Linked DNA regions of Mus musculus: all the other regions are linked to region 1. Evidence: chromatin contacts called from public promoter capture Hi-C data. All regions are on one chromosome and are shown on one strand. The core of a region is the stretch at or near the end of the contact, and the rest is flanking DNA. Distances in the headings are between cores, read along the strand shown.

What was found. Promoter capture Hi-C pulls out the DNA fragments that hold promoters and counts their contacts.
Region 2: a contact with region 1 is called in a promoter capture Hi-C map of liver, with 2.7 times the contacts expected there. The contact joins the promoter of 4931428L18Rik here to the promoter of Khdrbs2 in region 1. A contact is called at or near these places in 18 of 39 promoter capture datasets (the 3T3-L1 cell line, 3T3-L1-derived adipocytes, the C10 cell line and 12 more), 1 of 15 datasets of contacts at CTCF or cohesin (large pre-B cells), 11 of 484 Hi-C or Micro-C datasets (cerebellar granule neurons, cerebellum, cerebral cortex and 7 more), 6 of 115 datasets of contacts at active chromatin or transcription factors (astrocytes, embryonic basal ganglia, embryonic forebrain and 3 more) and 1 of 9 other capture datasets (embryonic stem cells).
Region 3: a contact with region 1 is called in a promoter capture Hi-C map of hippocampal neurons, with 4 times the contacts expected there. The contact joins the enhancer-like site here to the promoter of Khdrbs2 in region 1. A contact is called at or near these places in 5 of 39 promoter capture datasets (the C10 cell line, embryonic stem cells, hippocampal neurons and 1 more), 6 of 484 Hi-C or Micro-C datasets (the HL-1 cell line, cortical neurons, embryonic stem cells and 2 more), 1 of 115 datasets of contacts at active chromatin or transcription factors (stem cell-derived neural progenitor cells) and 1 of 9 other capture datasets (embryonic stem cells).

The regions. Positions count from the first base shown.
Region 1 is chr1:32,171,183-32,174,724 of GRCm38.p6, forward strand. Khdrbs2 (KH domain containing, RNA binding, signal transduction associated 2) reads left to right here and starts at 1,540. Exons shown (of 9, transcript NM_133235.3): 1 at 1,540-1,826. The coding sequence starts at 1,736.
Region 2 is chr1:31,220,659-31,224,200 of GRCm38.p6, forward strand. 4931428L18Rik (RIKEN cDNA 4931428L18 gene) reads right to left here and starts at 1,998. Exons shown (of 3, transcript NR_033445.1): 1 at 1,818-1,998. Dnaaf6 (dynein axonemal assembly factor 6) reads left to right here and starts at 2,181. Exons shown (of 1, transcript NM_029062.2): 1 at 2,181-3,542. The coding sequence starts at 2,281. The coding sequence ends at 2,937.
Region 3 is chr1:32,687,055-32,690,596 of GRCm38.p6, forward strand. It overlaps a transcript of Khdrbs2 not described here. Among named protein-coding and RNA genes, the nearest start is that of Gm24732, 120 kb to the left of the region's middle. Within about 2 kb of position 1,982, at least 2 of the 459 cell types and tissues checked have an H3K27ac peak or open chromatin away from gene starts, as enhancers often do. A contact at or near this core is called in hippocampal neurons, where this site is marked.

The sequences.
Region 1 (3,542 bases), core at 290-2,789:
CCAGGGTATTTGGGTTTTTGCCTTTGGTTGCTAATCCTCTGGAGGTGAATAATAAGAATATTGGTTTCTAAGGGTCAATATAGCTTATTTTTATTTTGTGATGTCCATTATGTACTAAATACACAAAGTACTCTACAGATTAGGATTATGTGTAGTCTAGTATTATTTCTGACATTTGTCATGTGTTTCTGGTTCTCTTTGTCATCACTCATTAGAAAGCATCCCCGTGAGAGAAAACACAACACAGTATGTCTATCTCATTTGGCAATTATTCAAGTCCAGTCTCTAGACCCTTTTCAATACTTTTAAACACTAATTGGATGTATGCACAGTCTAAAAGTGTCTAGCATATGGGAGAGTAGGGTAAACCCTGCTGTCTGAAGCTTCATACTACTTACATTTGAATTTTAGCCTCAGCTTTAGCATAGCTATGAGGTATATTACACCGACTACAGAAGCAAAACCTGGTATCTCTGGGTTGCTCAGTGTTTTTCTGAGCTGGAGTGAGTTATCTCATGGATGTGAAACATGTTAACTTTTTAAAATGTCATACAAAAATCAATATAACATCCTAATTTCACCTAAAATAAATACTTAGGTAACACTGTGGACAGAATAAGAGAAATTAGGAAACTCCCAGCAGGTTTTATATACTGGGAAAGTTGTCCCAGGTGAATGGGTGGTAGAAATATTGACAAGGGATTGTTTGGGAAAAGATAATTTTAAAGAAAGAATCATTTCATTTTAAGTAGACAAGGTACAGCTCAGGGGTCCCATCTGGAAGGGAAGGGTACCTCCCTTATCCCTCCTTCCTTGGCGATGATTCTTGTGGGTAAAATACTCATTTAAATAAAGGTGGGGCATATACAAAGTAGTTCAGCAGCATTCCCATGGCAGCGAAAGAGACCCTGATGTCTAAAATAGGAGAACATCAGAGCGACAGAAGTTAGGCATCATCTAGCTTCTTTCATTCACAATTCTCCCCGCTAAGTTTACACAGTGAGTGAATTTTGCACCATAAGAATGGGTGGATCCCTAGAACTAATTCTGTATCACGGGCAAGGTACACTGGAAGCGTTTTGCTCTACTACAGAATCCAGGCACTTCTTCATTTGTACATTAGTGGACATCCTTCTGCCCCAAGATATAGGTCATGGGAAACACAGCCCACATTTTGTCTCAGATTTCCAACCTTGCCCAAGAGTCTGCGATCATCCAGGGGAGAGACACCTGTGCCTTGGAGACCTAGGTGAAGTGCTCAGCCTCTGTGCTCATGGGGCACACATTCTTGCTCTCTCATCCTCGTGCCTGCCTGGCAGCCCGCACCCACTCCACAGCACTGGCCAGGCCTGAGAACACGGCGGGCTAAGGCGGCCAGGAGAGTGCGCTTGCACTTCGCACACCCCTCCCCTCCGCAGCAGCCTCCTGCCACTCAGGCGACTCGACTTGCGGCCCCGCCCAATGATAGTCCATAGTCTCCGCGTGCGCCCCGCCCTCGGACCCCGCTTCCAATAGGAAGCCGGCGGGGTTGGGCCGCACGGGCATCCTCTCCAGCTGAGGCCACGGCCGGAGCCTGGCTGGGGCGCGGGAGAGGCAGGTACCAGCGCGGTCTGCGCAGCCCCAGGCGCTAGAGCTGCGCTCTACGGTGGAAGAACGGTTCCCGGGGGAGCCAGGGACCAAGGCGTCGGAGCGGGCGGAAATTGCGCCTGACCGGGCACGGTCCGAAGTCCGCGCTATGGGAGAAGAGAAATACTTGCCTGAGCTGATGGCAGAGAAGGATAGCCTGGATCCATCTTTTGTGCACGCGTCGCGCCTTCTGGCGGAAGGTAGGACCGGCTGGGCTCCTGCCAGCCCCGGCAAGGCGAAGTTGGGGAGGGCAATCTCTCAGCTGGGCAGAAACTGTCCCTGAGAGCCCTTTCCTAATGCAGGAGGCACAGTGCTGGATGCCTGGCTCCTCGGAGGCTCAATTAGCCCTGAGGTCTAATGGCAGAGTGATGCGACCTGTTAGGGTCCTGGACAGGGAAACTAGCAAGTGTCAGGTGATCCACCGGGACCTTGTTACTTTGCAGAAGCCAGCAAAATCAGTTCAGGAGTAAATGCGATCCATGGAGTGTTCTGAGAGTATCTTGGTCACAGATTAACGTTATTATATATTTATTTATTTATAATATATATTTTTCCTTCTGCGTTTCAAAGTGATTTTGATAGCTTTTAATAGGTATTTTCCCTGGAAAGTCTTAGAATTATTCAACAATAAAGTATGCATGTTCGTATATTTATGTGAGCGTGGTAAGCAGAGGCTAAAGTGCTTATAAATGTAATCGAAACGTGATGATTGGGTACTATGCAAGATACTGGTCCCTAGGAACGCTCCATAATTGATCAACTGATTTTTAAACCAGGTGTGCGTTTTCTTTTGTGTACCTGTGATGTAGCAGAGATTCAGTTCCCAGAGGAACATCTATGTCTTGCCTTTTGCATTGCTTTGAAAGGTCGTTTGAAAAAAAAGGTACACATGAAAACTTCTCCGTCAGAAATATTAACCCAATATAGTTCCATATATGTGAAACAATGGTAGCAACTGAAGACATCCAGGATACCTGGTACCCTGCACTCTCCTATTTAACACAACTGCAGAATTTTTAGATGAATGTTTTATTAATAATGAAGTGCTTCATCATCAAACTGGCTAGAGTGTAGCTTTGTAGCCTGAGGTCTTACCCACTAGAAGAATCAGTGACATCTTTCTCTCAGCATGCCCCTCAGCATTAAGATACTTTTGAGATTTACTTGTGTATCATAGAAAGATTTTTACTCCTCATACGATTCAGAGACATTAGATGCATTTTGGCATTTTTAGTGGTTGCTATTTATTATAACCTATAATAACAAAGTATCTCATGAAAGACTGCCAGGAAAAAATGTGGAATGTGAAATACTTATCCTGTTTTCAAGGGAAAAGCTGGCTTTGTAGAGTAGTTAGGCAGTGAAATGCAATCATGTTTACCACTACCTAATAATCAAGTCATAATAAATTAAACTGAAATACTAAAGTTACGAACAGTACTCTTCTCTCCTGTTGGAGAGCAACTGCATATTGGAAAATAATGACTCAATAAACATGAACAGATTTAAAATGTGTTCTTTGATTTGTTTGCTTCAGTCAGTTCTTCAGAAGTATTTCCATTCAGTGTACAATGAAAGAAGATTCAAAATCTTCTCTGACCTGGAGCTCTCTTTGGGACAGATGGCTCAATAATTAGCTCATTTAATAATTTAATAATTTAATAATTAGCTCAATTAATGTGTATTAATTGTATTTCTAAAACTTACAGAACTAAGAGATGTAGATAAAAGTCTTACCAGGGTGAGATGCATGAGTATTTTTGACCAGTAAAAGAGTTAGGAGACCACGAAGTATCTGGTTTCCTGCTGATTTTTTCTTTCCCAAACACTAGATTTCTTCAGATTTAGGAAATCATTCTAATGTACCTTGTAATTTAATTTTTTCCCAGCAGGGGGAAGCATGGCCTGCTTTTGTA
Region 2 (3,542 bases), core at 748-3,247, 950 kb before region 1:
ACTTATGGGACTCATGATCTCCAATTGGCTTGGAAAAGCTTCTCCTCTCTGGCTCTGCCTCGCACAACATGCACAGCACATCAGGCTGGCTCTACTCTACAGCTGCGCCCATATTGGCTATGCATTCTGTCGTACTGGCATCTCCAAAGTTCTGCGGGCTGCACTGTGACAGGTCTGCACCTTTTCCAATAACCTCTTCTGAGCTCTCTTTGGGGACTCTGGCTATTCTACAGGGTGTTAAGCCTCAATTTTCTCCCATGACATCTGTAATCCTGGGCTTCACTGTACCTGAGGCTGCACCTTCACCAAGGGCCTTGCCAGGCTCCAAGCCTCAGCTGTTCTCCATGGCTCCTTCATTCCTTTTAAACCAGCACCACCTGGGAAACTCTTACACATTACAAAGTTTGGCTGGCAGCAAATGCACATACAGCCTGAATCCCATCTGGATCATAGCTTCTGTATGCCAAACTTGAGGAAACCCTTTTCAGAAAATTTTACCTCAACAATGCTAGTCTCTTCTTAATCTCAATAGACTCTTCAGATCCCAGGTGATTAAAGAACCACAGATCTTTAATTTAAAATATCACCCAAACAAGTCCGGTAGTTTTTATTGCAATTGATTGATTGATTGATTGATTGATTGATTGAGGCAGGTTTTCTTTGTGTAGCCCTGGCTCTCCTGGAACTCACACAGTAAAAGAGGCTGGCTATGAACTCAGAGATCCGCTTGTTTCTGCTTCCTGAGTGCTGGGACTAAACGCATGCACCACCTCACCTGGCCCTTGTAGTCTTTATATCCTTGTGAAACTCACAAACCAAGTCTGCACTGCCTACATAGCTCTCAGCCTTCTTATCTTCCAAGCTCCCATAGAATAATAGCTTATTGAGCTCTGAGCACCAATGGCTATTCTGTCCATTTTTTCCACACCCCTCCCCAACTGCAAACAATATGGTTAGGTGTATTCCACAGCAATATCCCACAGTCTGGCTAGTATTTTTCATCTTAATTATGATTCATATGGTTGTGATCAAGCATCATGTCCAAAAGCAAATGGGTGGGAAAAAAAGCTTATTCTAGCTCACAACTTTCAGATCACACTCCATCACTGAGACAACTCAGAGCAAGAACTCAAGGCAAGAACATGGAGGCAGGAATTGAAGTACAAGCCATGGAGGAGGGCTGCTTACTGCCTAGACCCCCAAGGCTTCCTTAGCCTTCTTTGTTACCTTCTTTGTTATGTAATCCAGGACCACCTGCCCAGGGGTAGTACTGCCTACTGAGGGCTGGCCCTCCCACATCAATCATTGAGAAAGTGTCCTCCATTTTTGCCTATAGGCCACTTTTATTTTCTCACTTATAATTCACTCTTCCTGGGCTGGAGAGATGGCTGTGTAATCAAAAGCTAGTCGAAACACAAGATTCTTTCTTCCCACCTAGATCTTGGTTAGGTATATGTCAGGTTGGCACAAGTAAAGTAGCGGAGTAGTGTTTTGTCTTCATGTATGTCTGCATACCACATGTGTACCTGGTGCTCACTGAGGTCAGAAAAAGATGCCCCGCAACTGAATTACAGAGTTATAAGCGTCTATGTGGGTGCTGAGAAATAAACCCCAGTTCTCTGGAAGAGCACTGAACGTTAAGTGCTGAGCCACCACTCAACTCCCTCCCAAATAAAAATAAAATACTTTAGAAAAGGAATAGAAACCCACTCAGGTTTTAAAAATGATGCTTAGGAGGAGTGGGGGCGGAGTGGAGGAGGGGGAGAAAAGCTCACTGCAAAAAGCTTGCAGGACAAATGGTAACATCCTGCTCTTACCTCTGTGGCTGAGCCAGCTGGGTATCTGGTCTTCAAAGTAAAGGCAGAGGTGGGGAGAGGCAGTCTGAGAGAAGCGGGAGGACCCGGACTACCGCAGAGAAGCTGTGAACTCTCAGGAGCTAGCATGATGGATCCCACAGCCTAACCCAGGTCGATCTACTTAACTAGAAATGGCAGCCATAGACCCTGAACGGGACGAGCTGGGATTGGCTGCTGCTGGTATTGTTTCAAAGGAGACTCTCCTGTGATTGGCTAGCAGAGTCAAGCAGGAACTAGAGGTGGAAAAGGGAAGTTCAACAAAGTTGTTACCCAGGCAACAGAGCAACGCACAGCGAGTGGCAGTTTATTTTCGGCTCCTAGGCTGTGAACAGCACTGACCAAGCACCTGGGATCCAATTCAGACCTTCTTCCACATTTAGCAAGCACTCTACCCTTGAGGTACACTCTTATCTATATTTGAATAATGGAATCAGAAAATGCTGAAGCTGAGAATGTGGTAACAGGGAATTTGGAAGCAAAGAGCAAGGAAGGTAAAAATATGCAATTTGTGACATTGTCTTCTGCCTGGTCCCTTCAAGCACTATCCAGTCTCCTCAATCCCGAAGAAGAGGATGGTTTTGATTTTGAACAGGGGCAATGCTCATTTACTATTGGAGCCATGGGCCCTGGGAATATTGGACCACCTAAAGCAAAAGAGTCCAAAGCTATTCCTGAACCCAGGAGTGATGAAAGTGAGAACATCTGGAATCCAGAAGAGGTTCCAGAAGGAGCAGAGCATGATGATATATGGGATGTTCGTGAAATTCCAGATTATGAGATTGTATTCCAACAAACTGTGGGAACTGAGGACGTATACCTAGGATTAACAAGAAAGGATCCTTCAACGGCATGCTGCCAGGAGCTGGTGGTGAAAATTAAACTGCCCAATACAAACCCTTCTGAAATTCAAATTGATATCCAAGAAATGCTCCTTGATCTTCGCACTCCTAGAAAGAAGCTGTTAGTAAACTTTCCCCAGCCCGTGGAACGGAACAGTGCTAGAGCATCCTATATCTGGGAAGCTGAAACACTTGAAGTCAGGATGACCGTCCAAAGGGATTTGGATTTTAATATTTCCTGAAACTGTATGAATAAGAAGAGATAGAAAGAAATCATGACAAGAACATTTTTTTTTCTACCTTTGAATACTGGTTGTTTATGTTCTCCCCCCACCCCCGACATATTTTAGAAAGGTTCAGAATTTTAGTGGTGTTTTGATCAAATATAGTCAATTCTATTACTGTTATGACATATGGTTGTTTCATACAATAAGGTGCTGTTCCATTTCTATAGTGAGAGCTGAATAAAATATTTTCAGGTTAACCATCTAGGTTATTACATGGTCAATCACACAGCAGAGCTATGACCATGAAATAAGTGATTCACTTAAATCAGCAGTCTGAAGAACTTCAGCTAACTAATTACATTACCATACAATCTGCTACATAGGGATTTGTCATTATTGTCACCAGAAAAATTCATTTGGTTGCTTTTTCATTGATTTTAACATGATTTAGGATGTTTTCAATCTAGGGCTTCAATATTGTTCTGGAACATATAAGTAAGAAAGGACTATAAATAATTTGCTGTGTCCTGTGAGACACATGTTTATTTGAAAAAGTAATATTTATAGATATATGTGTAGATTCATTTTCTCTTGTTTCTATCTTCCTAACTGTACATTAT
Region 3 (3,542 bases), core at 732-3,231, 520 kb after region 1:
TCAAAGGCAAACTCCAAAGATAGACTTTCCCCAGCAAGGCCACATTTCTTCAAACTCCCAAACAGTGCTGCTAACTGGAAGCTAAGAGCTCAAACACTGAAGACTGTGGAAAACATCTCACTTGAACCTACATAGCTCGTAAATCCTTTGCTGAGATGAGTCCCTCCACAGGAAGCAGCAAAGCCACCAACCCTATCCATCAATAGGACCATAGTTTACCAAGGCTTCTCAAGCTCTATATGCTGCTCACTGCTTGTTTTTGTGAGAGATGATTGGCTGATTGGCTGCTTGAGGTTTTGGTTGGGTTTGTTAAGAAAGCTTCTAAAGTCATAGTCAAAAAGATAACTTCATCTCACTCTACATATTAGTCCCAGTTAAATCAGACATCCTTAGTGGTATTTTCTGTAGTGGAGAATGGTCAAATGTTCATATTCTCCTGGAGGAATCTCAGGGTCCTTTCTGAAATAGGGAGAAAGTGATAAGAGGCAGGAACTAGAAGAAAGAATACAGATGGAGAAAGGCCATGATGATCTGATGAGAGAACGCTTTGATTTATCATTCATACAGTATGTCAGTCACTTTGTAAGGCACGGAAAATGAATTCCAGGTGAGACAATTTTAATTTACAGTTCTTTGGAATTAGGAAATGAGCAAGTAAAACCTAAAAGAAGGAGCCTAGGCAGAACCTATTGTCACAGCACTAGGCCACTGGGAACCTCAACTTAAGGCCACTTGAGGTCCTGGCTAGTTCTCTCCATTGGTTTGGATCCATTTGACTGGGATCTAAAATAGAAAGTCTACTTTAAAAAGTAGCCAACCACCCTAAAGTATTATTCCATAAGCTCTCAAGACATGTGAAACTAAGGATTGAATGAAACTTCACAACTTCAAAAAGCTCAACAGAATATTTGTATTTAAGTTGGCTGCCAAGTAGACTAGCTCAAAGGTTGGCTCTCCTGGTCTCTGAAATGGCTGGCACTGTATCACCTTCCTTTCTTTCCAACCTCATCCTACACAGGAATCATCATCATCAGAGCAAAACACTTGGAGAAAAGCATGTTTGTACAATCCTTTATGAGTAGTGATTAAATGATGTCATAGCTAAAACAGGTCATTCACACTGGGTCACATGAAACAGTTGAGAACACAATGAATTTCTGTATTAAGGATACATCCTTTGTGTGATAGCTCCTGTTAGTCATCAACTTGTTAGTTGTCAGGTGTGACCCTGACACACCTGGGAATCTCAATTAAGGAATTACCTCCCTCAGATAGGTCTGTGACCATGTCTGTGGGACATTTTCTTGATAACTCATAGATGTAAGAGGAAAGGGAACAGCAAACTTGTTGTAAATCCTATCCCTGGGTAAATTGGCCTGGGGTGTGTAAGAAAGATAGCTGAGCAAGCTAAACATGTGTCTCTATAATTAGGAATATTGCTGGATGACTAAATATATAAACAAGTCACTGCTTAGGAGAAATTGTGTTTGGTTAAAATGCTTTGGTACAAATCTTTCACTGACTGTCAGCTAACAGTGAAGAGAAGACCTCTGCCTCAGCCTCTCCTTCCTTGAAATAATAATAAAACAATATGCCCCTTTATTATGCTTTTCCTGCTGAAAATATATATTTAACAAGCTAGGATTCTTTTGCCCTTTTAGAATGTTCCTGGAACAAAGAAAGTGCTTGGTGAGTGTGATCTGGCCTACAAGCAGCAGATTAGACTGTATAACTAACTTTGGAGTCCTCCAAAGATTGCCCAGTATCAGTGTAATTTTCCAGGCTGAGCTTTTCTGTCTAGAAACCAATTCCCCCTTTTCACAAGTTTTGTAGAAACCCGTGATAAAAGCCCATCAAAACAGTTTGAAATACATAAAGCACTGTGTCAATGAAAGGTACAGTAATTATCCTAAAGGCATCGTCTGGGGTTCTGCTTATACTGCATTTTTTCCATGAGCATCAGATTTTTCTCCAGGCAGTTACTATTGCTACAGAAACAAACACAGATGGTGCCCAAACTTCCTACTGACTCCTTCTCCTACTGGCAATAGCATTTATCAAAATACTGCAGGTCAGTATAAAGATTCAGAGAGAACCCCCCCCATCTCAGTGCCATGCAGCATGGTAATGTGGGCAAATAAGCCTCTGTTGACAAAGTCAAGGGGTTTCTGATGAATCAAATATGGTGGTAGCGTAAACAGAAATTCTTGCACACAGGTTAAGTTTGGGGGAAAAAAAGCAGCAATTTCTTTGAGAAGAAAAAGGTCACTTAGTCTTTTCTGGTGAGCATTTCTAGACAAATTGAAAACAGTTTCCTTGTGCATTTGTGGATTCATGGTATACATGCATCACTGTTCCCTCCTGGCCTCCCCAAGCAAAGCAAAGGGAGGGGAGGTTTGTTTTGCACATACTTACATTATAGGCAGACCTTCTAAGAGTGTAGGCTTCCTTTTCAAGACATCCACAGCTCAACTCTCTTCACTGGGTTTTGCAGTTTCCAGGTCTGTTTGCCCTTGAACTCAGTCTTTGTACTTCTTCTGGCTCAATAAGGAGGAAGCTATTCTCTGGGGCTCCTTTGCTGCAGTGCAGTCCCATCTAGTACAGCTGGCTTCTGCAAGTGGAGTCTCTGGAGACTAGAGATGAACAGGCAGAAGACAGAACATTTCTCTGAGCTGCCTTCTGTCTCCTTCCCACTCCTTCAGCATCTTCATCTCCTACCTCTTCCCTCTCAAGCTTAGCTAGACTCTGGTTCCCACCACACAGCATCCAGCTCCCCATGCTGCGATAGCCCTTTCCTGTTCTCCCCTAGTTTAGTTTTGTTATGGTTTACTCCGGGTTTATCCTATTTTATTTTTTTCTACTTCACAGCTTTTCTCTTGGCAATTATCAATTTCTTATTTTTCTCAGTACCTGAATTACAGTCCCATTCAAAGATTCCAAGTGAATCTTCATTGTGTAAATGGTCTCTGGGAGATTCCAGGTTGGACATGGGCCACCTGCTTTTACCAAATTCCTGGGAAAGAAAGACAGTTGGCAGCAGTCTCTGTCCTGTCATGACTACTCCAACTTTGGAGACACTTCCAGGTCAGGATCTCCTGCACCGTGTTCCCTTTAGCAACTCTTTTTTTTTATTAGGTATTTTCCTCATTTACATTTTCAATGCTATCCCAAAGGTCCCCCATACCCACCCCCCCAATCCCCTACCCACCCACTCCCCCTTTTTGGCCCTGGCATTCCCCTGTACTGGGGCATATAAAGTTTGCAAGTCCAATGGGCCTCTCTTTGCAGTGATGGCCGACTAGGCCATCTTTTGATACATATGCAGCTAAAGACAAGAGCTTATGAAATTCAAGAAGAACGAAGACCAAAGTGTGGACACTTTACCCTTTCTTAGAAATGGGAAAAAACACCCATAGAAGGAGTTACAGAGACAAAATTTGGAGCTGTGACAAAAGGATGGACCATCTAGTGACTGCCATATGCAGGGATCCATCCCATAATCAGCTCCCTTTAGCAATTTTTTGTTCAGTGACTGTGCCACC